6 separate regions of the Mus musculus genome follow, and all the other regions are linked to region 1. Evidence: chromatin contacts called from public HiChIP or PLAC-seq, Micro-C, capture Hi-C and promoter capture Hi-C data. All regions are on one chromosome and are shown on one strand. Each heading gives the region's core, a stretch centred on a gene start, on an enhancer-like site or on the middle of the called end of the contact. The rest is flanking DNA. Distances are from core to core; before and after follow the strand shown.

Region 1 (4,671 bases), core at 730-3,229:
CTCAGATCGGTAAGTAATTCAGAGTCCCAACCAACCAAACACATGAAGGACCAAGCTGAAAGATAAAGCCGTTGTTTCTGCATCCGCAGGCCAACCATTCTGACACAGCATACCGGCCAAGGCTCTGCGGCACAGTCACACAAAACAGTGCTTGTGCGCAAAATGGTTGTTTCTGTACCGTCCGTCCGTCCCGTCCCGTCCCCCGTCCCCCCCCACCCGTGGGATGCTGGACATCAATTTCGGCATGTTGTGCATACCAGGCAAGCACACTACCACTGAGCGGCACCCTCTAGGCTGAATGTTAATCATGTATTAATACCAGTGTTTGTTCAGCTCAGATAGCTTTGCAAGTGATTATTCAGGAAGATATGTTAGAATCCCATTACCCGCACTAGGCTAGATTAATTATTAATTCTTGGATAAATCGCATATGCATATTACCTTTAGTAGTGAGTACTGTGCGATCAGTCCAAATGGTCCTGTTAAGTACTCATCCCACACTATTGCCTGTAAGAGGGGAGAAGCACTCAGAAATTCCACCACCAGCAACAGAAAAGGCAGTTATAACCAGTAAGAATATAATTTTATAAGGTTTAATATTTTCCCTGCCCCACCCCCACTTTAATTATGTCTAGTTGTATGTGTCTGTGCCTGGGTATGTGCAGGTGGGTGCGGTTCCCCTCAGAGGCCAGATCCATCAAATTTCCAAGGATCTGGGGTTACAAGTGGTTGTCTGTAGGTGCCAGCAACTGATCTGGGCTCCTCTGGAAGAGCTACACTCCCTCTTCACCTCTAAGCCACCTTTCCAGAATATTCTTCTAAAAGTTAGAGTTAGGATTTTTAAAGGCTCTGGTCACATTATAGCCTAAGGGTCGAAAAGAACCTTCCACAAAGGGGGAAATTTCATGATACTGGCATCAAAGATCCCTGCTTCCTCCAGGAGAAACACTTTGTAAACCTGGTCCACACAATCTATTATATCTGATTTCGACATCATTTTCAGTTTAATACTGCCCCCTGTGATTTAATAATCTGCCTTTTTGACTCAATGACTTAGTTGGAGCTATGTTTACAAAACTGATTCTTTTTGGGTGGGTGGGGGTAGGGAGTGTTCTTGGTTTTTTCAAGACAGGGTTTCTCTGTGTAGCCCTGGCTGTCCTGGAACTCACTCTGTAGACCAGGCTGGCCTCGAACTCAGAGATCCGTCTGCCTCTGCTTCCCAAGTGCTGGGGCTAAAGGCGTGCGCCACCACTGCCGGGCCCAAAACTGATTCTTTGAGCATCTGTTTTGTTTTTTTCTTCAGATTAGAACTTCCCATTCCCTGTAGAGGGATGGGGTATGATTAATAAATCTCAGAATAGAGGGAAAAAATGCTTAAAAGAAAACCTCACAGCATGGCTCATGCCTGTAGTGCCAGAGGCGAGAGAAAGGAGGAGTGCCGGCAGGAACAGTCTATATAGCCAGGAATAGGCTCAAAAATAAAATGGAGAGCCGATCCCAGCACTCAGAGGCAGTGACAGGTGGATCTCAGTGAGTTCGAGGGCTACACAGCGTTACCCTGTCTCAAACACTGAGAGGAAAACAGGAAGAAAGGAAATTCTATGAAGTCCCCGATCTAGACAAAAAACGATCCATGTTGAAGTTACGAAGTGACAGCTTGTCTTTCACAAGCTGTGTGCCGAGGGCTGTGGGCGTGCGTGCTTCCAGGCTGGAAAGGACAACTGTCTCGCAGGTCGGGGAGCTCCCGGCCAGGGGCTGTCACTGAGCGGGCGACCTGATCGCCCCCACGGCCTCGCACAGTCCCGCCCGGCCAAGCTTGGTGGCGCCGGGGCCCTGTCCCTCACCTTGCTCCCAGCGCACTTGTCCAGGAACTCGCGCAGCTCCCGACGCACCGCCTCGCGCAGCACGTTCAGGTTCACTCGCCCGTACGACAGGTGCGCCGCCATCTTGCCCGGGCACCCGCATTTCCCCAGACGCCGCCTGCGTCACGTGACGGGACGTTCACGTGATCCGAGTCGCTGAGGCACATTGAACGCGAAAGGCGGAGTCCTGCTGACAGTGATGCTCCTTCAAGGTCCTAGTGCGCATGCGAGGAGGAGTCCCCTCCCCGCCCCTTTCTAAAGTATTTCCCTACCATGCCTAAGAATGGTGAGCAGTGAAAATTGACTTTGTTTGTTTGTTTTCGAGACAGGGTTTCTCTGTGTAGCCCTGGCTGTCCTGGAACTCACTCTGTAGAACAGGCTGGCCTCGAACTCAGAAATCCGCCTGCCTCTGCCTCCTAAGTGCTGGGATTAAAGACGTGAGCCACCATCCCCAGGTCTTAAGGATGGAATTTAGATGTTATTTGTCGCGTTTAAAAGCACCATCCTTGTGTCTTCACAGCTAGAATACTGGTGTAAAATGGCGATCGAGGCCAAACTACAAAATGCACCTTACTACACCCAGTAAGTGGTTCAATCGCAGAGCAAGCTTATCTCTCCAAGTTCAAGGCCAGCCTGGTAAACATAGCGAGCTCCAGGACAACCAGGGCTACACAGTGAGACCTGTCTCCACATAAACAAACAATAAATGGACTGGAGAGATGGTTCACCAGTTAAGAGCACCTGCTGCTCTCCCATAGACCAGGTTCCCAGGATCCACAGTATAGCTCGTGACCATCTGTAACTCCGGTTCCAGGGTGTTGTGTTTTATAAAACAAGAAAAGGAAGCCAGGGATATGCTTGATAGAGTGAGGTATGGTGAGGTGGAAGGTGGTGCCTCTGCGAGCTTATGCTGAGACATCCCTTCCCCATGAGGTAACAGCCATATGACGGATATAGTATGGAATAGAGTTTATTTAGGGCATGGGGAGATGGGGAGGGGAGTTGAGGAAGGAGGTGGGGAGGGGAGAGGAGGGAAAGGGGAAGGGAAAGAGAGAGGGGGAGAGGGAGAAAATAGAGGCGTAGAGGCCGGCCAGGAACACGTGGAGACAGACAGGAAAGGGGAAAGGAGAGAGAAGGGAGAGGGAAGAGAGAAGGTAAGAGAGTGGGGGGGGGGGGGCCGCAAGCAGCCTCTTTTATATTGAGTCAGGCACACATGGCTGTTGCCAGGTAACTGCGCAGCAGAGCCTGGAAGAAATGCTAACACGGGATCTAGTGCCCCTTTCTCACCTAGGAGAGCAAGGCACACAGCACTGATAGATACTTTCAGGCAAACACAGTTTAAAAAATAAGAGAGAGAGATGGCTTAGTGGGAACACGCTGTTCTTCCAGAGAACCAGAGTTGGGGTTCCAGCTCAAAACTGCCTGTAACTCCAGCATTCCAGTTCCACATCCTCTATGCCCACTTCTGATCTCCATGGACTCACGGCAAGTTAATGATACTGAAGTTGAGAATAATAATCTGTTGCAAGGTATTATTCTTATTTATATTTTATGTAAATGAATATACTATCACTCTTCAGACACACCAGAAGTGGGCATCAGATCCCATTACGGATTGTTGTGAGCCACTGTGTGGTTGATGGGAATTGAACTCAGGATCTCTGGAAGAGCAGTCAGTGTTCTTAACCACTGAGCCATCTCTCCAGCCCCCACAAGATATTATTTACAATGTTTTTTTTTTTAAGCATCTGTGTGGGGAGACAGTCATTTAGTAGATATTCAAAGGCAAACACTAACACTTTTGAGAGTTTCTAAAGAGTTGTGGATTACTAATCAGAGATGGAGTAGCACAGCCTATAATCCCCACTGGGGAGGCAGAAGAGGAGGAGAGTAAGTTGTGAACCTGTGTGGTCTACATAGTAAGGCCTTATCGCAAGGTCTGGGGATATAGCACAACGGTACAGGTACAGTGCTTGCTAGGGCTTGAAAGGCTTTTGGTTTGACCCCAATCACTAAGTAAATAAATAAATAAATGGAATCAAACATTGCTGTAACCAGAATACTGAAGCTTACGTTTCCAGTTCTCATAAGAGTCAGTAAAAAGAGACAAGAATACATTATTAAATTATTATTAATTATTAAAAACTTACTTTTAGGGGCTGGAGAGATGGCTCAGCGGTTAAGAGCACTGACTGCTCTTCCAAAAGTCCCGAGTTCAATTCCCAGTAACCATATAGTGGCTCACAACCATCTGTAATGGGATCTGATGCCCACCAGGTGTGTCTGAAGAGAGCCACAGTATACTCACATACATATTATGTGTAGGTGTCTGTGTTTGTCTGCATGTGAGTTTGTACACATGAGTGCAGGCACCCTCAGAGGCTAGAGGCGTCAGATCCCCTGGAAGCGGACTTATAGCCATGGTTGCTGGAAAACCAATAGCCGGCCTCTGGAAGAGCAGCAATGCTCTTAACCACCAAGGTGTGTCTCAGCCCCACCAAGAATGGAATCTTTAAGTTGTGCTGTGTTCAGAGAGCTAGTGACCTGAAAGGGTGATACAGGGGTGGGGAAATGGGGGTGCACCGGGCCAGCCAACTGTGAGTCCAGTGTCATCCCTCTGGTTAGGAGGTCAATCACATTAACCTCTTATCACCTGGATGCCTGAGCCCAGTCTGCCAGTGTTGCTAGTGTTTGTCCAAGGCCATCTAGAAAGCTAACACAAACAAGCTATGGATAGATAGTACCTGCCTGTGTGCTAAGCTAGCAATGACTTGTGTGCGCACATTCCTTGTTATGCTATGGAGTGTGG
Region 2 (4,671 bases), core at 1,321-3,820, 500 kb before region 1:
TCCTTACTACACAGAGGAAAATATGTTGATAGCCCGGCAGTGGTGGCGCACGCCTTTAATCCCAGCACTTGGGAGGCAGAGGCAGGTGGATTTCTGAGTTCAAGGCCACCCTGGTCTACAAAGTGAGTTCCAGGACAGCCAGGGCTATACAGAGAAACCCTGTCTCGAAAAACCAAAAATAAAAAAAGCATTCATACACATAATATAAAAAAGTAAATGTTTTTTTTTTTAAGAGAGATATATTATTTTGGAGCCAAATATGAATGCCCATGACACAGGAACATAGGTTTAATACCCCAAAGTCCATGTTCCAAGGTGGTAATAGTTTGATGAAATTTTGGTATTAACTGAACAAAGATAGTCTTAAATCAAGACACTTGATAATACACTGCAAAAATCATTAAGTTACACCGAAATGGAGACATTCCACTTTAGACTTGAGGTGTTATCTGACAGCACATTTAGTCTTTTGATGACTAGCAGAAACTAAGGTTTTATTAAGTTAATACATTTTAAAAAGTTGGGTTTTTTTGTTTTGTTTTTTTGTTTGTTTGTTTGTTTTTTTGCCAGGCAGTGGTAGCACACACCTTTAGTCCTAGCACTTGGGAGGCAGAGGCAGGTGAATTTCTGAGTTCAAGGCCAGCCTGGTCTACAGAGTGAGTTCTAGGACAGCCAGGGCTACACAGAGAAACCCTGTCTCGAAAAACCAAAAGAAAAAGAAAAAAAAAAAAAAAAAAAAGAAAAAAGAAAAAGAAAAAGAAACCCTGTCTCAAAAAAAAAAAAAACAAAACAAATTTTTTTTTTTCATTTTCCCACTTTGATTGGTTGTTTTTTTTTTTTTACTAGATATTTTCTTTATTTACATTTCAAATGTTATTCCCTTTCCTGGTTTCCCCCACGAAAACCCCCTATCCCCTCCCCCTCTCACTGCTTACCAACCCACCCACTCCTGCTTCCTGGCCCTGGCATTCCCCTACACTGGGGCATAGAACCTTCACAGGACCAAGGGCCTTTCCTCCCATTGATGACCAACTAGGCCTTCCTCTGCTACATATGCAGCTAGAGCCATGAGTCCCTCCGTGTGTAGTCTTTGGCTGGTGGTTTAGTCCCTGGGAGCTCTGGGGATACTGGTTAATTCACATTGTTGTTCCTCCTAGTGGGCTGCAAGCACCTTCAGCTCCTTGGGTACTTTCTCTAGCTCTTTCATGTGACTGCTGGGAATTGAACTCAGGATCTCTGGGAGAGCAGCCAGTGCTCTTAACCGCTGAGGCTGACCCATCTCTCTAGCCCTTCTGGGGATTTTCATTCACAGTGTCTTCATAAGAGAGGGCACACAGAGAGGCCCTGTAACTACTGGTCAGAGAGAATGGAGCAATGCAGATGAAAGCCATGGAGTATGTAGGCTCAACAGTCACTGTCATGGCTACTAGGTAGCAAGGCAAGGCCCTACCCAGGGTCTCAGGAGTCATGACACTTTCGTTTCAGGTTGGTCGCTGTGAGATAAATGCACTTCTATTGTCTAGGCCACCCACTTGTAGCTAAGCATAGCCCTGTGAAACTAATGCAGGTGTCCTTTTAATTTTAATTAATTTTACAGGGTCTTACTGTGGAGCTGGCCCTGAGCTATGTAGACCAGGCTGGTCTCAAACCCACAGAGATCTATCTGCCTCTGGCCCTGGAGTGCTTCAATGAAAGGCATGTGCCACCCAAACTGCAGAACACACACCCTTAACCACTGAAGTTTTTCCCTCCAGCCCCGACAGGCATCATTTGATATTTTATTTGTTTGTTTGTTTGTTTGTTTGTTGAGACAAGTCTTACTACGTTGTCAAGGCTGGTATGCAATATCACACCCAGCTGCAGGTGTCATTTGAATGAGGTTCCAGGAGTGAGCAAGAAGCCACTGCATGATGATTCAGAGGGAGGAATGTCAAGTCAGGATAAAAACAATGGCCGGAGAGCTGGATTTAGGGCAGGGAGATAGGAGGTGTGGTTGGAAAAGCCAGGCTTGTGCAGGTCTTTTCGGACTTGGCACGGAAAGGGAGGCAACTGTATTCCATAAACTTGGTGGTTGTGGCTTTTGACTGACAGCACCAGCTGTCAAGAGTCACCCAGTGTCTTAGAGGACAGGGATGTATCTAGGCTGTATTGGTTGCAATAAATATCATCGCCAGCGTGAGATGACAGAGCCAAGTCTGCATTTTTCCCATCCTGCCCTTGACCTTACTACGCGGTCACTGTCAAAGCTGTCATTTCAGGGCACTGGCTTTGGCCTAGGTCAGGCAATGTGAAGGAATACATGAATTTTCCCTTTACCTCCTCCAAATCATTTCCACCTCACTCTCCCACAAAGATAATCTAAGTAACATAAGCCATAAATGCAGCTTACACATAAACCCTCCACCCACTCCGACGAGAAACCTACTACCTACACACGAGGAGTGAAGAGACCCAAAGAAGACTGAAGAGTTGCACCCGCCACGAGGCCAGAGCCCGGGGGATCGCCCATGCGCATGCGCGGGCCCCACCCTCGGGCGAGGGGGTGAGGCTGGCGCCGGGGCGGGGCCCGTGACGTCAGGTGCGCGCGTGGCTCCGGCTGCGCAGGAACAGCTGGTGCCTCGGGAGGCGGCTAGTGAGCGGGCGGGCGTGGGCTGCTGGTGGCCGGACGGGTCACGCTGCGGGTTTCGTCGCCGCCGCCGCCGCCGCCTTGCACCATTGCACCATGTCCGGCCAGCTGGAGCGTTGCGAGCGCGAGTGGCACGAGCTGGAGGGAGAATTTCAGGAGCTGCAGGTAGGACCGGGCCACCTGGTCCCGCCACTCTTGCTACCTGCGGTGCTTGTGCCTTCCCTATCTAGCCATCCCAGCCCGGAGGTGGGGCGATAGGACCCAGACGGTGGCCCGGGCTGTGCGTCCGATGGGCTGGTGGGTGGCCTGGCGCAGCCCCTTCCTATGTAGCAGCGCTTTGGCTCCTCAGTCTCTTGGGGCGCCCCTCATTCTCGCGCCCTCTCATCCACTCTTTGCTCCACGCTCTCCCTTCGCTACAGAAAGTTCGTCTCTGGCCCCCGAGGCAAGTTCCAGGTGTGTTCACGAGGAAACTGTGATACTCAAAGGACACCAGACCAACCCCCACACAAGGGATCTTCCCCCCAACCCTCCAGTTGCAGTTGGCTGTTCAACTCCTTACTACACGCTCTGTGCTGGCTGGGCAGCCCTCGCTGCAACTGCGGTTTGAGAGTTGTGCTTGGCTGCTTTCATCTTGGCCCCTTAGGCAGTTTTTAAGTCTCAGAGACCCCTCAGTCATAGCCTTGACTTTGGGAGCTCTGATGTGGTTCTGCTTATCGGCTGCTGCGAGCTGAGTTTACCATTGTGGATGGCAGGCATCTGTCAGTTCTGACAGCTGGCTGCCTCACCCGGTGATAGAGGGCTGCACCCAACCCCTCACCGTTTTGGCACAGAGCGTTCCACCTGGTGTGTTGAAGGTTGGTATAAGAGCTGGGCTCTTGAGAGGATAGCATCGCCACCCGGTCCTATCAGGAGGGTCCAGAGAGGCCTCAGCTATATGCTCTGGGGACTAGAGACTCAGGAAACCTTGGGGACGGCCAAGAGGAACAACACATGGCTTCCTCGCATTCACTCTCTCCTCCTCTCAATGGTTACTTTGTCATTCCCCTTGTCCCTGTAGCGTTCTCAGTTGGGCTGACCTCCTGCAATGTCCAGAGGAGAATGCTGTCAAGGGAGGTCTGTGATGGGTCTTTGTAAAGTGAGGCTGCCGATGTTACAGAAGGATGCCGGTGAACCTGAGCAGCAGATCGGCATGGGCAGAGACTTAAGAGACCCAGGACTGTCATCCCTTCGTAGTCCCTCCAGCATATATGGATGGGTTGGTGCCTTCTCTTTCAGATCTGAGGTCTTGGGTTCCTCATAGTTCCCAGAGGATCCCTTTTGGTTCCACCCACGGGGAAAAGACTCAGCCATATCCTTAACAATTTTTCCCACTGGGCTGTGAAGCCATGCCCAGCCACAGAGCCAGTGAGTGGGTCTTAGAGTTGGGAGTGGGAGAAGAGGTTTCCTGCGTGGGGCTTTTGCTTCTATTTCCTTCCTTTCGGCTTGTTTTAAACTACGAGGAGGAGGAGCCTAACACTGCAGAACTATGCAATTAATGCAATTATCAACAATTAGGTAGCAAGTCTTGGCAGGCAGGTGTCGTAAAGGAGGCCTTTGATTTGTTATGACAGGAAGATGTCATGAGGGGTCAGGTGCTCGGGTGGTCGGGGGCGGAGGAGTTATGAGTTGATCTGGATCTCCTCGTCTGGTGGTGAACAGCAAGGGCTGTTGGAAGGATCTGGTTTCTTAGAGATGGGACAACTGGGACAGACTAGATCCTCCTTTGAGGAAGAGGGACCCAACTGGTGTAGGCTTGATGGTCAGCTTCTGGGTCTGAGTACAGAGTGGATAGCTTCCTGGTGGTTAAGGTCATAGACTGGAGCAAAAATTCTCTTCTCTTCTCTTCTCTTCTCTTCTCTTCTCTTCTCTTCTCTTCTCTCTCTCTCCTCTATATATATGTATGGAGGGTATATATATATATATATATATACACACACACACACACATGCATTATGTATATTTACGTATAAATATATCTTTATAACATGTATTTATAATATATTTGA
Region 3 (4,671 bases), core at 1,144-3,643, 400 kb after region 1:
GCTGGGTGCATCCTGTCTGTGTGTCAGCGAGGTGGTAGCTACCGCAGCACACAGTCATTTTCAGTGAGCCCCAAAAAACTTTGCCCAGTTGGGGTCTAATTTGTATTCCCCTGGGGGATGATTAAACAGCGATTACAATTTACTAAAAGGGGGATGGCAGCAAGTTAGTGACATTCAGTCAACCACCAGGCCCCTCTGCTCAAAAGGTCTGGAGATGGGCTGGCGAGATGGCTCAGCAGGTTAAGAAACACTGACTGTTCTTCTGAAGGTCCTGAGTTCAAATCCCAGCAACCACATGGTGGCTCACAACCACCCATAATGAGATCTGATGCCCTCTTCTTGTGTCAGAAGACAGCTACAGTGTACTTATGTATAATAATCAATAAATCTTTGGGCCAAAAAAAAAGAAAAAGATGTCTGGAGGTGAACCTTAATAAACAAGACAGTGGAGTTTCCATCTTTGTGCCCCGGAAATGCTTTTTCTAATAGCATACATTAACAGTAAAGTCTTCACTCTGTTCTCTACTCTGTGGGGCTGGTTTATTCTTTCAAAACCTTCATTTTATATGCCAACTCTTTTTAAGTCACTATATAAACTGGGTTGGCCTCATTTACACAGAGGCCACCCCTGCCTCAAAAATGCTGGATTTAATGGTCCCATGCTTACCCTCACACCTGTTTGTTTGTTTGTTTTTAATTAAATTGATGTGTTTATTTTGTGTATATGTGCATGTGCATACCACAGCTTGAATTAAAGGTCAGAGGACAACATGCAGGGATCATTTCTCTCCTTCCCCCATGGGGGTCCTGGACATTGAACTCAGGACCTCAAGCTTGGCAGCAAGCACCTTTACTTTCCCATTTTGTTGACCCTCAAGCCCATTTTTAAAAAACAAGGTCATGTACCAGGTGCTTTACTAGGTATGGAAAGCAGAAGGCTGGTCAGCACAAGGCCACCTTGACCTTCAGCTACTCAAAACCTCACCCGCAGATACATTGTAATAGCCATAGGGACTCCAGTATCATTACAAGTGTGCTTGTCTGGAAACCTGGCCGATCTGAGACCATATCCTGAAGGCATCATTTTGCAACAGTGTGAACCTAGGCTCGAAGCCCTTCCCCTTTTTTTTTCTTGGTCTGCAAAAATACCACCAAAACTTTAAGATTGAATGGGGTCCTGCTGACTGGATGCCTGAACACCACGCCCAGCGCAGTAATAGCCTCTATTGACGAAAAAGAATGGGAACTTTTGATAATGACAGGCCACTGTAGTAGATGTTCTATACCCAGTGGGGGCTGGTCTTTTGTATGGAAATCACAGGATAACTGGTTTTTGTCCCGTGTGAGAAAAAGAGTCCGAGAAACAGCTGGCACAGAACAAATCGGCTCATCTGTTGTGTTGTGTGTTTTTTTTTTTTTTTTTGACCATGGCTATTTAGTGACTTGCTGAGGATTAGGGACAAGATAATAGGTATAAGGGGTTTAGCCCCATACCTGGCAAATAGGTTTTAAGTATCGGCTGTTGTTGTTACTCCTCATATTTTGGCAAAGGAGCTTTTCATTGATTGGTATTAGATAAAGCACGGCTAATCTCTTAGTGGCAAAGACAGCCTTGTCCAACTCTGAAATGTTGAGTGGATGTCAACACAGTAAGGAATGAGCAATGGGAAAGAAAGGGTCCGTCTGGGTCCTCAGAGAGCGTCACCTGACCTAGGAGACAGACGGTCAGGTGTCTAACTCATGACAGCATTTCCTATCTCAGGGAGTTGATACTTCATCTCAAAAAGCAAAGACTTGAAGAGATGGCTGGGCTCCCAACAAAAAAACCAAAGAAACCTGCAGCGTGGCTACTGACCAGACTCAAGGAGACAAGACTCTTATTTGTTCCAGTTTTCCCCCTACAGGTGTAGAGAAAGACCCAACGTGATTTTTCCTTTCTTTGGGGAGATGGTAAGAAGGTATGTAGCCAAGCTAAGTGGGTATTTGTCCTTGCATCTGATCTGTCAGAATTAGGGAACTGGTGTGTTGGGGAATCCTGGAGAGCTAGAATTGTGCAAGGAGACAAGGACAGGTGTGCAAGGGACACTCCCAGGAAGTCCCGCGGGAACGAAGCGGATGCAGAGTCTTGGGGTTCAAGGAGTCCCGGGGGACCAGAAGGGGTGCCGGATGGGGCGTCCCCGGGGACTGGAAGGGTGCAGGGCAGGGCGTACTGGGTGACAGAGGGTTGCATGGCAGGGTGTCCTGGGAGTCCTAAGGGACCACAGTGGTGGCTACTAGGCATCCTAGGGTTGATCAAGGGATGCAGTGGGCGGGGCACGCCAGGAGTCCCGGGGACCCGGCGGGGGCGGGGGGCGGAGCGTTCGGAGCCGGGGAGGGCGGGGCGTCGGTTGGACAACCGGAGTGACTGGCGGGAGGGGCTGCGGCTCCTCCCCGTGCGGCGCGGCGCGCGGCCTCCGTGTGCCTAGGCTTGAGGCGGGCGGTGACGCCTCATTCGCGCGGAGCCGGGCCGGGACACGGTCGGCGGCAGCATGAACAGCATCAAGAATGTGCCGGCGCGGGTGCTGAGCCGCAGGCCGGGCCACAGCCTAGAGGCCGAGCGCGAGCAGTTCGACAAGACGCAGGCGAGCGCGGGCACGGGCTGGGCGGGCGGTGGCGGCGGCGGCCCTCGGTGCGCTCGGCCCTGCGCGGACGGTTGCGGGCTCCGCGGCCCCGGGCGGCGCAGGTGACCGGAAGCCGCGCGACAGCGGGGCTGGGCTCCGGGATGCGGACGCGGCCCAGGTGCGCACGGCCGCGCGGGGCCCGGAGCGCCCTCTGCTCGCCGCCGCCTTTCCAGGGAAGCTCCCGGCTTCCCTCGCTGCCGAGCTGTTCGCACGGCCGCACAGTATCTTATTATCTGCTCGGGTGAAAAGTTTCACGTAGGTCGCCAGACTTGTTTGCCCGCGCGGGGGCCCACTTATAAATAGGCTGCCACCCCCTCGTTAAACACCGGCGCCTGACAGACGGAAACTTCCCAGGCTCCTTTCCTGCGCTCCCACGCGCCGCTCTCCCAGGAGAGGGCCCGACCCGAGAAGGTGGCGTGGAAAATTGAATAATGGCCCTGATGCGCATTCATTCATGCATGGCTTCTGGGGACCCACTGTGCAGGTGTTGCTTTGGTTTTGGGTTTTTTTTTTTTTTTTTTTTTTTAAGACAGGGTCTCATGTAGCCCACGCTAGCCTTAAAAATCCTCATCCTCCTGCTTCCAGACGACCACCACCAACACGTCTGCTTCCCTCCTTTTTGTTTTACAAACTCTGCCCTGTTCTTAATTAAGTCTTGGGTGGACTCATGGAGGTTGGCGGGGGGGGGGGGGTGCGGGGCGCGGAGGGGTGTCACTACTTATTTGACTACGAAGTCAGCCCAGACCGAAATGGCTGCTTTTTTTTTTTTTTAAGCTTTAGCAATAAAGGAAGCCAAAGACTCCTCCCACCTGTATCTGAAGCAGGTTGGTGACATTTGCATTTGTGGGTGCCCCACTGGCGAGTTCCTTCCCCCTTGGTCAGAGCAGAGAGCAAGGACTCTCTGTGGTTGCTTTCAAAACAAGTTAGCACAAGCAGTCTCCACTAGCTTTCAGTTTTGAAATAACAAAACGGGAGGCCTCTCACCTTTGTGCTTATGATGGACAGGGATAAGGATAAAACCTCAGGACGGGAGGGCTCCGAGCGAGCATGCCAAGTTGCCAGTACCAACCTGGCTTCGAATGATTAATTTATCCGTGTGATCTCCATCTGGTCCAGCCTGGATTCCCCACCATAAAAAACAAACATGGCGTTTGATGTGAAGTCATTAATACATAATTAATTGTGCTAGTAAACTCGCAGAGCCTAGAGAGAAATACTGTTGGCACGGAGGATCTGTTGTCAAGAGCTTGATTTATTCAGTGAGTTTTAGAATTTTTTTTTCTCTCCTGCTTTTAAGCAGGTGCAGAGAATGCTGATTGCTGCAGGAAGAGATGGGAGAGGAGATGGGCTTTTAAAGGTCAAGTTCATTGATCTTCTTAAATGACTATGTCAAGGGTAACCTTCCTGAATGTCAGAGGGACAATCTCTGATACGGGACCACATGAGGTTGGTGGCTGGTTTGTAATTAAGGGAGTTCTCTTGACCTGCTTTGCCCACTTTTAAAACTCTTACTGTGTTTATTTATTTATTTATTGTGTGTATGTGTGGACGTCAGAGGACAACTTCTCTCCTCTCCCCGTATTGGTTTTAGGAATCAAACCCAAGTTGTCAAGGCAGTAAGCGCCTTTGCCTGCTGAGCCATCTTGCCTGCCCTCCCTGTGTCTTTGAGTGATGAAGAGGGTTATTCATGAAGTATAACTTTGTACTGAGGAGTCTCACAGGACTCACCCACTCGAGAGCAACTTTTTCCCAGGAGAGTTTGAGGCCAGCATCTGGGTATGCCTGTCTTCACGGTGACTTAGTGAGGGCTGTAAGAACATAGTTTTGCAAGTGGTTAATATTTAATTAGCTCATTCCCAGAAATATCTAGCAAGCTGCCAGGCAGGCTCCTTGCAAGAAAGACCTAGAGAGCCCTGGTTTACTGCTTCCGTGTGTCCTTTGGGACAGAAAATGGCACATCTGATCCTGGGACCTGCCTCCCTTTGGGACACACCTCCTGTCTTGACATTGA
Region 4 (4,671 bases), core at 592-3,091, 360 kb after region 1:
TGAATTTGGCTAAGTGGGGACATTTGGCAAATCAAGTGCACCAGTCATGGCTATCCAGTGTGTATTCTGGTGGTGGTTTCTTGGTGCTGTAAGAGTCCTGGTATAGGTACTACACCCTCGGTGTTCATGGAAGACAGGTCAGTGTCCACAGACTGTGCCCCCTTTGGGTACGATGCCAACAGAAGCTAGAAGAACCTGTAGGGGCCCCTGAAGCTGGAGTTAAAGGTGGCTGTGAGCTGCCTGCCCATTTGCATGCTGGGAATGGCACTTAGCACTGTTAACCACTGAGACCATCTCTCCAGACCTGAAACAGTTCTTGAAAAATGCATTTTCAACCCTTATCCTTATCATCAGCAGGTGTTACTGCTAGAAAGTAGTCTAAAATTGCCCTTATTGATAATGTGACTTTTTTCCTTTCACTTGAAATTTAACCTTCCCCCTAGTTTTAAAGGTTGATTTTAATTCTAATTGTCATAATCTTGTTTTGTTTTGGGTTTGGGTTGTCTTAGAGCTTGCTCTGTAGACCAGGCTGGCCTTGAACTAGGACCTCTGACTCCGGAGATTTAAGGATTTAAGGTGTGATCAACACCTGGCTAGTTTTTTAATCTTTTTGCTTTTTCATTTGCTACTTTTTAGTTTTTCGAGACAGGGTTTCTCTGTGTAGCCCTTGCTGTCCTGGAACTCACTCTGTAGATACCAGGCTGGCCTTGAACTCAGAAATCCGCCTGCCTCTGCTTTCTGAGTGCCGGGATTAAAGGTGTGCGCCACTCATTTGCTACATTTTTATTAGGTCTGTAGCATGTGGTAAAGAGTTTGCATCCTGATGGTGACAGAGATTCGATCCCTAGCACACATATAATTTTAAGTTCATTTATTTTGGTGTGAGTGTGTGTTGGTGTGCAGAGATAAAACAACTTTGAATTCTCTCCTTCCACTGTGGAATCCTAGGATAATTCTCAGGTGGTCAGGCCTGGGTGGAAATAGCTCTTAGGGTCCAGGGTTATTCTGCTTGCCCCCACCCCCTTCTGACTCCCTAACAACCATAAAACGAAAGGCCGAAATCCTAGAGCCTGGGAAGAGGATGGCTGGATAGCCCTTCTGGCATAAGTGGTGGACCTGCCTCAAAGGTGATGATGGAAGGCCTCTGGAGGGAGACTCTGGAAGTTGCACTGATGCGGGAATGCACAAACATGGAAATAATGAGACCCAGAATTCCCGTAGGTCTCCGTCGTTTCTCCGCGGGATCCAGCAGTATTATGGTAAATGTGGCTGGAGAGATGGCTCAGTGGTTAAGAGCACTCACTGCTCTTCTGAAGGTCCTGAGTTCAATTCCCAGCAACCACGTGGTGGCTCACAACCATCCGTAATGAGATCTGACGCCCTCTTCTGGGGCGTCTGGAGACAGCTACAGTGTACTTACATATAGTAAATATATTATATATATTAATGATATAATTACTAAAATATCTTTTTAAAAAATAATAACATGTCACGGTTCTCATCACTACTAAGAGCAGATCGATGATCGATTGACTGGCAGACCCTCTGTCTCCAATGATCTTGGTTCAGACCAGTGCTGAGAGCCCGGCCCGGTTCTTCAGACTAAACATCCACAGGGAGGGACCCAGGATCACTGGGACCTAGAAACGGCTTTTAATTCACTTCGTCTTTCCCGCTGCGACGCTCTGGGAACCTTAGAGGGGCCGAAGGCTTCCGGCGTGGGAATGAATATAGGTTCACGTTCTTGATCCGCGAGCGAGCACAGGCGCAAGTCTCGCGAGAGCATCACTCCTGCGCAACGTCCGAGTGCGGCCCGCCGGCTGGCCCGGCGGTTTGAGTGCGCATGCGCGCATGCGTAGCTCTGAGGGCGCGCCGTCCTGGGCTGTGGCTTTGCCCCCGCCGCTGCGGCCGTGCGCCTATGGCGTCTCGGAGGTGACCCGCTGCTGGCACCAACTCTCTCTGGGGGCGGGGGAGTCATCCATGAACCCTTCGGCGACCTTATACCGGCGCCAGGTGAGCGCCGCCGCCCCGGGACAGGGCGCCGAGAGGCCGGCCCTAGCTGGGACCCAGCGACGAGGCACGAGCACCGGAGCGCTGCTGTTGAACGTTGGCAGGGACATTGCCCTCCCTCGCTTATTTAACAGTAGCCTAGCGAGTGGACCGACTTCTTCCTTCCCATTGACAGTCTCGAAAGTGAATTTGCCCAAGGATTGCACTTAACGTATCAGTGTAGGGTGACACGAACACTTTTTGTATGATGGGTTTATTACCTGGTTACCTCCACTGAGCCCCGTCCCCCCCTCCCCCCGCTGCCACCCCTAATAGACTGGAATCCAGGTACTGTGACTTGGAATTCCAAGTTCTTTTGTGTGTGTATTTAGGTACTAGTAACTGAAAGTCATTATAAGTCTTTTTCAAAGTACTGTCCGAAATCATATACATGACTGCCCTATGAACTTGTCGTGCCCTCCACGCCCTGGGTAGACCATGCTGGCATCGCTCTGAACTCCCCCTGCCTCCTGAGTTCTGAGAATATCCGTGTGAGCCGTCATATCCCAACGTTAAATATCTTTAACTTGGGGGCTACGCTTAGCTTGGTGGTAGAGTTGTCTTGCACGCATGGGGCGAGTTCAGTCCCCACCTTTCCTACACAAAAACAGAACATAATTCTGTACCGTATGGTTTGGTTTGGTTTTTGGTTTTTCAAGACAGGGTTTCTCTGTATAGCCCTGGCTGTCCTGGAACTCACTCTGTAGACCAGGCTGGCCTCGAACTCAGAAATCCGACACCTGCCTCTGCCTCCCAAGTGCTGGGATTAAAGGCATGTGCCACCACGCCCGGCTGGCATCTGAGTTCTGTGAGTTCAAGGCCAGTTTGCAAAACTGACAGGGCTGCATAGCAAGGCCCTGTCTAACTGTAACTAATAATAATAATGATAGCTAATGCTGAGTGATTACTATACTCCAGGCACTTATGACGACTATAGGTCTGTAATTCCAGCTATTGTGGAGTCTGGAAATTTCAAGGACTCAGAGTGAGCCCCTGGGCAAGGCAATTTAGTGAGACTAAGTCTCAAAAGGTTATTTCCATAAAAGGCTGTGGAGGTTAGAGAGATGGTTTGATGGTTGGTTAAGAGAACCGTTTGCTCTTCCAAAAGACCTAGGTTTGATTCCCAGGGCCCCCCTATTGTTACTCATTAATGTCAGCAGTTCTGATAGCAACTTCCAACCTCCACAGGCACTGAGCCTGCAAGATACACAGATGAACACGCAGTAAAGCACTCATACACAGAAGTAACAATAATTAACAAATGCTGTAGATATTGCTCAGTGATAGGGCATTTGTCTAAGAGTACTGCCGTTACCCTTTTACGGGTAAAGACTGAGAGTGGGAGATGCCAGGTAACCTCATTAAGGTTATATAACCATGATGTGGCCAACTCCAGATTCAGGTTGATAGGACGTGACATACATTGGACTTTAAAACGGTTAGTCACAACCAGATGCTGGTGGTACACGTCTTTAATCCCAGCCCTTGGGAGACAAAGGCAGGCGGATGTCTTGAGTTCAAGGCCAGCCTGGTCAACAGAACAAGTTCTAGAGCAGCCAGGGCTCTACAGAGAAGTTCTTTCAAAAACACAACAACAACATAGTGATAATAATAACCAAGAAAGATTATAGGTAATTTTTGTCTTGTAAGCACCACCATGCCTGGCCTATTGTTTAAATTATGTGTGTGTATGTGTGTGTGGGTGTGTGTGTGTGGGGGGTGTATATGACATGTAATGTAGACGTAGCACATGCGTACATGCAGAAGTCTGAGCACAGCTTTGGGAAGCTGGTAACTTCTTTCCCTCCAACTGTTACCTGGGTTCCGGGCATTGACTCGTATTGCCAGGCTGTAAGGCAAGCACTTTTATATACTGAACCCTCCCACCCTTTCTTAAGATTTATTTTTTTCTTTTATATATGTGTGTGTGTGTTTTGCCTGTACGTTTGTCTGTACCCCATGTGTGTGCCTGGTGCTCAAGGAGGCCAAAAGAGCATCAGATCCCCTGGAACTAGAGTTTTGAGCTGCTATGTGGGGACTAAGAATCAAACCTATGTCCTCTGGATCCCCTTTGCCCTGTTTTTAATTATATATGTTGTGTATGACAAGCAACAATATTAAATTTCCAGGCTGGAGAGATGACTCAGAGGTTAAGAGTGCTGCTCTTCCAGAGGTCCTGAGTTCAATTCCCAGCAACCACATGGTGGCTCAGAACCATCTGTAATGAGATCTAGTGCCCTCTTCTGGCCTGCAGGCATACATGCAAGCAGAACTCTGTATACATAATTAATAAATAAATCTTGAAAAAAAATACTAAATTGCCCTTGATAGATTGAATGTATTTCAGTAATGTATGTGTTAATATTTAGAGTTTAGTTTGTTTGTTTGTTTATATTTTTTGTTGTTGCTGCTGCCACAGGGTCCAACTGTAATTCTGGCTGGCTCGGAACTTGATGTATAGACTAGACTGACCTTGAACTCATAGAGATCCACCTACCTCCAACCTCTGTAGTGCTGGGACTAAAGAGTTGTACCACCACATCTAGCTTAATTTTCTTATAGATTAAAATTCCTATTCTTTGATAAGAATTGACTATAATATTGTTAAAAAAAAACACAATT
Region 5 (4,671 bases), core at 1,185-3,684, 320 kb before region 1:
CTAGCTCCACTGAAATCTCCTTTCACACAGTAAAGTCTTGTGTAGTCCAGGCTGACTGAACAGACCCTTCTGGCTTCATCTGCCTAGTTCTGGATTTGTAGGTGGGACATCATGCCTGGCCCAACGTCTAGTTTTTTGTTTTGTTTTGTTTTTAAGATTTATTTATTTATTTATTACATGCAAGTACACTGTAGCTGTCTTCAGACGCCCCAGAAGAGGGAGTCACATCTCATTACGGATGATTGTGAGCCACCATGTGGTTGCTGGGATTTGAACTCGGGACCTTCGGAAGAGCAATGAGTGATCTTAACCACTGAGCCATCTATCCAGCCCCCAACGTCTAGTTTTTATTTATGTATTTATTTATTCATTCAATCATCCGTTCATTCATTTATTTATTTTACTGCTTTTATGACCTCCGGAAGGGCTTCCTGACACTTGAGGGAACCCCACCACCCAACCCCCACCGAGTTTTTTGAGCAGGTCTCCGTTTCCCCTCCCCTACGAATGCCCAATCTGGAGAAAATAACTGCAAACACTACTTTCGTTACATCTTGTCCAACTTTAGGAAAGTCAGAATCGCCAGTGTAGGGGAGTAGCTCTTGTGGAAGTGTCCTTTAGGAAAAAGCTGTGGCGTGAGCTGCTAGCCCGGCAGGGGGCAGGCTGGTCCGCCTCGAGGCCGCTTTCTGGGCACGTGATTACCATCCTGCTTCCTTGCTTTCCTGCGACTAGCCGTTGCCATAGGGACGGAGCTTGGTTGGCAACCGTCACTAGGGAGTATGGACAGGAGCCCCTGGAGGTCTCTTGGGATTTCCCGAGGCTGGACGACCCAAGGCTTTTGAGAAAAGAAGTGGGAGCGTCCCTGTAAGTGCGAAGTGGAGGGTGCGGCTCGGGTTGGGGTCCGGGCCAGGCAGCGGCAAGGGTGTGGGACCTGGGAGGTCCCCAGGAAAAGAAACTGGTGGCTCCTGGACCTCGTGGTAGGATAGACTTGCGCACCTGTGGCATTGCCCCCGCCTGGGTGTGGAAAATGTCAAAGTGGCATTTTTTTCAAACAAAAGAACTAAATTCTAGCTCTGTCGTAAGTCGTGCCTCCCAGGGCCACAAACTTTTTCATTTCCTTTTCCTTTTCCTTTTCCTTTTCCTTTTCCTTTTCCTTTTCCTTTTCCTTTTCCTTTTCCTTTTCCTTTTCCTTTTCCTTTTCCTTTCCTTCCTTCCTTCCTTCCTTCTTTCTTTCTTTCTTTTTTTAGAAAGATTGTGCTGGCCTAAGAACTCGAGTGATCCTCCTGTCTCTACCTCCTGAATCGCAGTATTACAGACATGGGCCTAGCCCCCTGCTCCCAAACTCTTGCTTCATGTAGGTGCAAAATGAGAGAATGTATCAGAGGAATTAAATTTTTTTAAAAAATGATTTTATGTGTGAGACTGTTTTGTCTGCATGTATGTATGTGTACCACCTATGAAGTTCCCGCAGAATACAGAAGAGGGTGTCAGATCCCCTGAAACTCAAGTTACTTATGGTTCTGAGCGATCGTGTCATGGCTGGGAGTCAAACCTGGGTCTTCTGAAAGGGCAGCCAGAGTGCTCTTAATCACTGAGCCATCTCTCCAGCCCAGAATTAACTTTCTTTCTTTCTTTCTTTCTTTCTTTCTTTCTTTCTTTCTTTCTTTCTTTCTTTCTTTCTTTCTTTCTTTCTTTCTTTGCACATACCATGTTGAATGTGTTGATTTGGGAGTTAGTTTTCTCTTCTGGCCATGTGTTTCCCAGAGGAGGGGGCTCTGTCTACCTTAGACTTAGGGTCTCACCTGCCCCAGAGGTCTTTAAAACTCTCAGGTTCTTTGCAGAAAACTATTGCTTTTATCCCCATAGTACCTGATATCCCCCACCCTGCTTTTTTTTTTTTTTTTTTTTTGGCAAACACTTTGGGTGAACCTGTGTTGAGCATTTGACATGTATTGCCCCAGTCTGCAAATCATGTGAGAATGTAGGATTATCATTTTTATTTTTTTGCCTGTGAGCAAATTTGAAGAAAGGGTAAAATGGCTTGCGTCTAGTCACAGAACGAGGCTAGCGGAAGTTGGAGAGGAGGGAACCTTTAGCTGGCAAGCTTACACTTCAGTCATCAGCCCATCTCCCTCTCTTCTTCCTCCCAGCAGGGTTTTGCAAATGCTTGCCTTATGCATTTTGTTGCCTGTGGGAATATGAATTATTTAAAGTGAGAAGACTCTAAGATCAGTCCTAGAAAGATGGGAGGCCCTGGAAGTCAATATTTTAAAGATTTCTGAGACTTGAGCTGGGCTTTCCCAAGAAGCTGCCATTCTTTTCTTCCCACAGGAAGGGACCAGAGCTGCTTCTGCCCATTTCGACGTGTTAGCACCTCAGGAAGCCGGCACAGGAAATAGAGGGACCTGCTGAATCTACGTTAAAATTTCTGTAGCGGAAACTACAGAAGAAATGTCAGATACAGAAGAAAACCCCCTAGAAGAATCAAGAGAAAGTGGAGAGATGGAGGAGGAGAAGGAGGAGAAGAAGGAGGAGGAAGAGGAGGAAGAGGAGGGGGAGAAGGAGAAGGAGGAGGAGGAAGAGGAGGAGAAGGGGAAGGAGGAGGAGAAGGAGGAGGAGAAGGAGGAGGGGAAGGAGGAGGAGAAGAAGGAGGAAGAGGAGGAGAAGGGGAAGAAGGAGGAAGAGGAGGAGGAGGAAGAGGAGGGGAAGGGGAAGGAGGAGGAGAAGGAGGAGGAGAAGGAGGAGGAGGAGAAGGAGGAGGAGAAGGAGAAGGAGGAGGAGGAGGAAGAGGAGGGGAAGGGGAAGGAGGAGGAGGAGGAGGGGAAGGAGGAGGAGGAGGAGGAGAAGGAGGAGGAGGAGAAGGAGGAGGAGAAGGAGGAGGAGGAGGAGGAGGAGGAGGAGAAGGAGGAATATAATCCAAGTTTTGAAGAAGATGCTCTGCAGCAGAGCCTAACTGAGGGCTCACTGTCATGGGAGGAGTCTCAGGAGGATGGAGAGGGGCTGGAGGAGTGGGTGGAGAAGGAGGAGCAGAGAGAGGGAGAGGAAGTGAGAGGGGAGGAAGAAAGTGAAGTGAGAGGAAGGGAAGAGGAAGAGGGATGGGAGGAAGAGAAGAGCGGTGAAGAGGAAAAAAGTGAGGAGAGCGAGAGAAGTAAGGAAAGGGGAGGTGAGGAAGAGGGCCAGGAGAAGGAAGAGGCGGAACATGAGGGGGAAAGGGAGGAGGGAAGAGAAGAGGAAGAGAAAGAGAAGAGTGTGGAGCGGGAGGAGGAGGAGGAGGAGGAAGATACTGAGACAACTGAGACAAAAGCTGGACGAGCCAAGGAGGAAAAGAAAGAGAAGCAAAACAAAACAGCCCTGGTGGACAATATTGTCATCAGCCATGAGCCACCCAGGTCAAGCTCCTCCCTGGTGAGTCCTCCCCAAGCTCATCCACCCACTTACTCAGAATCATCCTCCCTGGTGAGTCCTCCCCGAAGCTTGTCCACCCATTTACACTGAATTGTCTGTCGCTTGGTGCTTGGCATGTGCCAGGCTGTGGGAGTACAAAACCAAAGTGAGACAGTCCCGAGGTTGGAGAAACAGCCAGGCCATTAAGAGCCCTAGCTGTTCTTACTGAGGGCTGAATTTTGGGTTCCCAGCACCCATGATGAAATGCCTTATAACTTTAGATCCAGGGAATTAATTCAATGTCCTCTTCTGGACTCCTTGAGCACCTGCACAACACACACACACACCACATAAATACACACATTAAAGAGAAGAGAAAACCATATGCTAAGTTCAGTAATTTTGAGATGCCTAGGAGGGTGGTTTAATCCAGTTTGGAGGCAGGTCAGTCCAAGCTTCCATGAAGTGTGTACCTAACTTGTAAAGGGTCAGTAGGTCAGCTGAAGGTCTTGGGACTGAGTTCCTGTGATATAATAGTGTGAATTTCTCACAGCTTGCTCCCCCCAAGAAAGAACCCAGCCCTGGTCCAAGGACAAGACTCCTAGTGGTGTTTCCAAGAGCCTACTGTGTGGCCTTTGGTGGGTGGGTCTGTTAGGCCAAGAGTTAACCTGAACACAGCCTGGATTCATTTCTTTAGTATAAAATGTCCCAGGCTCCCTTTTGTTTATTTACTCTCCATTAGTTTAAATCCGGGATGGGTACAGCATCACACGGATTCTGTGTCCAATGGCCTTTGCAGGAAGGTTGCTTCGGAATTTGGCACGAACCATACCGCTGTTTCCGTGGGCCCGAGTTACCTTTCCCCAGATCACTCTGGTTTTGTTTGGTTTACCTCCAGGAGTCACTGTATTGTTTTTTGCTTTATACACATAAGCACATCTCTTGCCTAAGTAGAACTCCGTTTCATCTCGGGCATAAACGCCTTCAATTTTAAGAAGAGCCGTGTGCTCTCTTTGGTTCCGGAGACCTCGCTTGTAGCCAGCAAAAATGGCCTTGCACCACAGCCTTCCAGACATACTTGCTGTTAGAAGTCCTGTTCCCAGCAGGCCTCCACAGGCGCCAAGATGGCGGAAAGAGACCCAGGCTCCCTTTTGAATCACCTGTTAGCCTGAGACTGGCTGGCTGGACATGAAAACAGGCAGGGGATAGGAGCGCAGAGCCTTGGGTATGTGACGTGCAGGGTCAGAATCTCGTTTCCCTTTCAAGGCTGATAGTCCAGAAGTAAGC
Region 6 (4,671 bases), core at 641-3,140, 290 kb after region 1:
TGAACCGCCCCCCCCCCCCCAACCATGGACACAGTTGAATTCCTTTTACTAAGAAACGCAGACAGAGGAGGGAAGCCACTGTTTCCCCAAAGCCTTTTAAAGCTCAGCTGAATTTGTTATTGTTTCTCTCCAGCACTGAGTTCAGTCCCTCCTGGGGCTAACCCCCTCTTACCACCTTTGGAGACTTGGAGAACAATCAAATCTTTTGCATCTCCTCCCCTCTTTAGCATTTCTGCTAAAGTCTGGCTGAAAGGTATACTGGTCCCACCGAACACAAGTGACCAACTGGCTTATCAGTGACATCTGGGTAGAGATCCCCTCCAGTTTCGTGGATCTCCTTGTCCTCACTGGGGCCCACGGACAGGCTAGGTAGGACCCTAGGACGAAGAGCCATCCGTGACTTTGAGCAGAACTGAGGTGTGTCTGGGTGCATCTGGGACTCAAACTCTGCAGGACTCTGTCTTCTTCAGTCCTGTAAGCTTGGAAGGCTGAGAAGTTTCCACTGTCTGGAAACTCTGCTTTCTGTTCCTCTGAGATTTTCTATGGCTGCACCTCGCAACCAAAACTGCTCACTGCACCACGCCGTTTCTCTAAATTCGATTCTCCGAATCTAGAAGTTCCAAGAAAGCGTAAGCCAAATCTGAAGATGTTACCCTGTTCAACGAACGGCCAAATCGCCTCTCCAGAGAGCACAGGCCTGAGCGGCAATCTCCCTTCTTGTCATAGTAACTTAACGAGATGTGGAAGCCAGATAAGGGGGGCTGCCTGGCTCACTGGGGTCAGCCATTAGCGCCCCTGGAATACTTCTGGTTGTGCTGGGGTCCCCCGTGAGCTCCACACTAGTGCTTCGGTTATTATCGGGTTCACCCAATGTTTTCTTTCGAAGGCAGCGGTTGATACACGTGGAGAAGAAGTTGGGGAAAGATGGGCTGGAGAAATAGTAGACCACAGGGTCCAGCATGCTGTTCATGTAGGTAAAGCTAAGGGTGGTAAAGAAAGCCAGGTCCACCGAGGAGTAGATGTCACAGTTGCGTACGTTATATTTGTAGAGAAGCCAGAAGATGCGGATGCGCACAGCCACACTGGGTAGGAAGCAAATGATGAATACAATAGCCACCACCATGATGAAGTTGATGGCCCTCTTGATCTTGGCATGTCTGTCCATCTGTCTCTGCCTCAGGCTCCAGATGATCCTGCCTGAGCAGAACAAGATGATGGCCAGGGGCAAGAAGAATTCCAAGAGGAACATAGCATCGTGCCACCTGAAGTTGTAACAGATGCTGAAGCTGCTACACAGATATGCCTCGCCATTTTTGGTCATCATGTTTGTATAGAGGAGGTGGACAGTCAGGCCGATGGTGAGACCCCACAAGAAGCAAGAAATGATGGCCGCCGTCCGGTTGGAGATCTTGTTCAAGAAGTGGTGTGGATGGACCACCCGGAAGTAGCGGTCCACAGCCACCACGGTGAGGAAGATGATGCTGCCCTGTCGGTTCATAGCCAACATGAAGAGCATCACACGGCAGGGGATGCCTCCGAACCTCCAGTCCCAGTTATGGACATAGTTGTCCGTCAGGAACGGCAGGCAGATGATCAGGAGAAAGTCAGCCACGGCCAAGTTGAACAAGAAAATCCGGCTGGATTTCCAGGACTTGAGGTGGAAACAGAAAATCCACAAGGCAAGGCCATTGCCCAGGAGTCCGAACACAAATTCCAGCCCCAACACCGGTGGCAAGACCTTGGCGATGTTTTCATCTCGGAACACACAGCAGTTCTTGCCGTTTATCACTAGAAAATGGTCTGACTTGCTCATGAGTGGATCTGGCCAGTCCAGCTTCAGAGTGCCTCACCTAGCGAAGGCTCAAGGCGAGTGTGTGTCTGTGTGGTGAACGTGTGGTTCAGCCCTCGGCTTTATGTCATGTCAGGGTGTTGAAAGAGATGACTGAATGGTTACCAGGAAACTACGAAATCATTTAAAAAAAAAAAAGGCTAGCAAGGCTCTTATGCAACTTACTGTTTGCATAAACAAGTAATAAAAAAAAAGTCCCCTGGGCAGACGGGAACCCACAAATTTTTCTAAACGTAAAGGATAAGTTTAGGCAAGCCGACTGTCAGAGGTGGACGAGTCAGATCTGAGGGCATTCCTTCTGAAGGCTGCAGGCATGCATGCTGGCTAGGTGATTGGCCTCGGAGAATCCATTCACTGCAATTTGCTTAGCTGACAATAATTAATAAATTAACAAGGGCAGTAACCATGCACTGTGCTAAAAGAACAGTCAGGCTTTCCAGGAGCAGTAAGAGTTCGTGTGAAATTCTACTATGCATTGGTAATGTGGATACGGTTTCCTCTGTCTGTCTGTCTGTCTGTCTCTGTCTCCCCCACCTCCTTGTTTTCTTTCTAGGATTTATTTTTATTTTTGCATGCCTGTCTATGTGGCTATGTACATACAACAACAGCCCCAGAGGCTATTGGATGCCCTGGAGCTAGAGTTATAAGACAGTTGTCATCCACCCCAATGTGGGGATAGGGAGCTTAATGCAGGTCCTCTGCAGGAGCAGCGGGTGCTCCTAACCCCCAACTCAGTTCTCTAGCGCCGTGCTCTTTTTCCTTTTTTCCTTCCTCTCAGATAGATGTCTCCTCTTGTTACGTCTCCCAAGCTGGCTTCTCCATCTTCCTGCTTCTTCTTCCCGAGTGCTGGGATTGCAGACACAGCGCCTGGATGTGTGGTATTCGTAGAAATGGCTCTGATTTCAAGCCTCAAGAGGGTGCAGAAAGATAACATTTCCTTTCTCTCTCTTTTTTTTAAAGTGTGATTAAGTGTCATCTTACAGAGTATCTACCATTGACTATCTACTTTGAGTTTGAAATTAGAAATTGGAAATTTGCCAGGTGGTAGTGGTGCATACCTTTAATCCCAGTACTCGGCAGGCGAAAGCAGGTAGATCTCTGAATTTACCTGCTCTACAGATCGAGTTCCAAGACAGCCAGGGCTAGACAGAGAAACTGTCTCAAAAAAAAAAAAAAAAAAAAAAAAAAAGAGGAAATGTGTCCCTTTAGCTGCCTACCCAAATCCTCAATGGCATTTGACGGACCTTGTAGTCTAGACTCAGGGTGACCTGATCTTGGATCCTATAGGATCAGGATACTTCATGGAGACTGTGACAATGAAGATGACAACTTTGAGATTGGTGGTGCCCACATTGCAGTTTCCAGTGTTCCAAATTCCATGTCTTGAAACTCCATGTTTGCCCATTTTTTTCAAGATTGATTTATTTATTTTTATGTATATGAGTATACTGTAGCTGTACAGATAGCTGTGAGCTATCATATGGTTGTTGGGAATTGAACTCAGGACCTCAGCTCGTTCCAGCCCCGCTTGCTCCGGCCCAAAGATTTATTTATTATTATATGTAAGAGCAATCTAGCTGTCTTCAAATGCACCAGAAGAGGGCATCAGATCTCATTATGGATGGTGGTGAGCCATGTGGTTGCTAGGATTTGAACTCAGGACCTTCGGAAGAGTAGTCAGTCCTCTTAACCTCTGAGCCATCTCTCCAATATTGTTTTTTTGTTTGTTTATTTTGTTTTGTTTTGTTTTTTGGTTTTGGGTTTCTGTTTGTTTGTTTGTTTTCAAGGCAGGATTTCTCTGTGTAGCCCTGGTTGTCCTGGAACTCATTCTGTAGACCAGACTGGCCTCAAACTCAGAAATCCCCTGGTCTCTGCCTCCCAAGTGCTGGTATAATATTGTATTTTTTAAAAGACTTTTTGAAACATGTATTTTTTTTAAATTGGGAGAGAGAGAGAGTCTGTGTGTCTGTGTGTTTGTGTGTCTGTCTGTGTATATATGCATGTGAATACAGGTGCCCTCGGAGACCAGCAGAAGGTGCCAGGTTCCCTGAGGCAGGAGTTGCAGATGGATATGAGTTACCTGATGTGGATGCTAGAAATTGAATTCAAGTTCTCAGCAAGAACAAGTGCTCTTAACTGAGACGGACATCTCCAGCCCCTTAAACAGGCTTCTGAGACAGCATCTCCCTATGTATCTCAGGCTGGCCTGGCCTCACTGCTGGCCACGATTGTCCTGTGTGCACGGAGTGCTGGGATTACAGGCTTATGACACGAACCCAGATCACTGCCTCTTCCTCTGCAATTGCCTTGAATGTTAGCTGGCATTGGCACTTGCTTGCCTTACTGCCTGTGGGTGCTGGTAACCCTTCCTCCTGGATAAATGTGAACTTACTGAGGGCATGTGTTTTGGCTTGAAAGTAAAAGAGCCCCTGCAGGCTCCCAGGTTTGGAGCACTTGGTCCCCAGCACCTGACACTGTTTTGCAAGCCTGGAGAACTCTGAGGATGGAAGCTGGTAGAGACCAATCACTAGGCCTGGAAAGTTATATCCACTTTAGGTTGAGGTCGGCGCTCCTCTCCCTCCAGGTCCAGGCCTGAGGCACCACAGACTGGGCTGCTTGATGTCACAATGGACTGTGACACACCAAAACAGATCTCTTCTAAGTTGTTTTTGTCTGGTATTTGGTCACAACAACAACAACAACAACAACATGAAAGTAACCCACACAACACCCCTGAAGTAATCCTATGGGGTTTGATGAACTGGAGAGAAACAACTAGCCCTGATTGTTGCTGGCATCCAGAATCTGAAAGGGAGTCTCCT

What was found. Promoter capture Hi-C pulls out the DNA fragments that hold promoters and counts their contacts. A called contact is a pair of places that touch in the nucleus more often than the background predicts. HiChIP or PLAC-seq counts read pairs in DNA pulled down with a chosen protein or histone mark. Capture Hi-C pulls out chosen DNA fragments and counts their contacts.
Region 2: a capture Hi-C map of embryonic stem cells shows a contact between it and region 1, with 3 times the contacts expected there. The contact joins the promoter of Tmem120b here to the promoter of Vps33a in region 1. A contact is called at or near these places in 1 of 39 promoter capture datasets (pre-B cells), 2 of 115 datasets of contacts at active chromatin or transcription factors (bone marrow-derived macrophages and embryonic stem cells) and 2 of 9 other capture datasets (adipose tissue and embryonic stem cells).
Region 3: a contact with region 1 is called in a Micro-C map of embryonic stem cells, with 2.2 times the contacts expected there. The contact joins the promoter of Hip1r here to the promoter of Vps33a in region 1. A contact is called at or near these places in 1 of 484 Hi-C or Micro-C datasets (embryonic stem cells), 1 of 115 datasets of contacts at active chromatin or transcription factors (memory CD8 T cells) and 1 of 9 other capture datasets (adipose tissue).
Region 4: a contact with region 1 is called in a promoter capture Hi-C map of liver, with 2.1 times the contacts expected there. The contact joins the promoter of Ccdc62 here to the promoter of Vps33a in region 1. A contact is called at or near these places in 2 of 484 Hi-C or Micro-C datasets (B cells and uterus), 3 of 115 datasets of contacts at active chromatin or transcription factors (T-cell acute lymphoblastic leukemia, memory CD8 T cells and microglia) and 3 of 9 other capture datasets (adipose tissue, liver and pancreatic islet).
Region 5: an H3K4me3 HiChIP or PLAC-seq map of bone marrow-derived macrophages shows a contact between it and region 1, with 5 times the contacts expected there. The contact joins the promoter of Wdr66 here to the promoter of Vps33a in region 1. A contact is called at or near these places in 7 of 39 promoter capture datasets (the 3T3-L1 cell line, the C10 cell line, cranial neural crest and 4 more), 15 of 115 datasets of contacts at active chromatin or transcription factors (the 230-238 cell line, the NIH/3T3 cell line, the SCID.adh cell line and 7 more) and 2 of 9 other capture datasets (adipose tissue and embryonic stem cells).
Region 6: a contact with region 1 is called in a promoter capture Hi-C map of the SN4741 cell line, with 4 times the contacts expected there. The contact joins the promoter of Hcar2 here to the promoter of Vps33a in region 1. A contact is called at or near these places in 3 of 39 promoter capture datasets (the SN4741 cell line, cranial neural crest and maxillary cranial neural crest) and 4 of 115 datasets of contacts at active chromatin or transcription factors (the 230-238 cell line, embryonic stem cells, intestinal villus epithelium and 1 more).

What each region holds. Positions count from the first base shown.
Region 1 is chr5:123,571,036-123,575,706 of GRCm38.p6, forward strand. Vps33a (VPS33A CORVET/HOPS core subunit) reads right to left here and starts at 1,980. Exons shown (of 13, transcript NM_029929.3): 1 at 1,845-1,980; 2 at 442-507. The coding sequence starts at 1,946.
Region 2 is chr5:123,073,705-123,078,375 of GRCm38.p6, forward strand. Tmem120b (transmembrane protein 120B) reads left to right here and starts at 2,571. Exons shown (of 12, transcript NM_001039723.2): 1 at 2,571-2,791. The coding sequence starts at 2,723.
Region 3 is chr5:123,971,235-123,975,905 of GRCm38.p6, forward strand. It overlaps Hip1r (huntingtin interacting protein 1 related), which reads left to right and starts at 2,394. Exons shown (of 32, transcript NM_145070.3): 1 at 2,394-2,621. The coding sequence starts at 2,529. Gm46922 (a long non-coding RNA gene) reads left to right here and starts at 2,634. Exons shown (of 3, transcript XR_001784954.1): 1 at 2,634-3,144; 2 at 3,435-3,484; 3 at 3,958-4,244.
Region 4 is chr5:123,928,848-123,933,518 of GRCm38.p6, forward strand. Ccdc62 (coiled-coil domain containing 62) reads left to right here and starts at 1,842. Exons shown (of 13, transcript NM_001134767.1): 1 at 1,842-2,013. The coding sequence starts at 1,852.
Region 5 is chr5:123,251,354-123,256,024 of GRCm38.p6, forward strand. It overlaps Wdr66 (WD repeat domain 66), which reads left to right and starts at 2,435. Exons shown (of 21, transcript NM_001370840.1): 1 at 2,435-3,405; 2 at 4,651-4,671. The coding sequence starts at 2,452. It also overlaps the pseudogene Rpl35a-ps6.
Region 6 is chr5:123,863,626-123,868,296 of GRCm38.p6, forward strand. It overlaps Hcar2 (hydroxycarboxylic acid receptor 2), which reads right to left and starts at 1,891. Exons shown (of 1, transcript NM_030701.3): 1 at 1-1,891. The coding sequence starts at 1,813. The coding sequence ends at 731.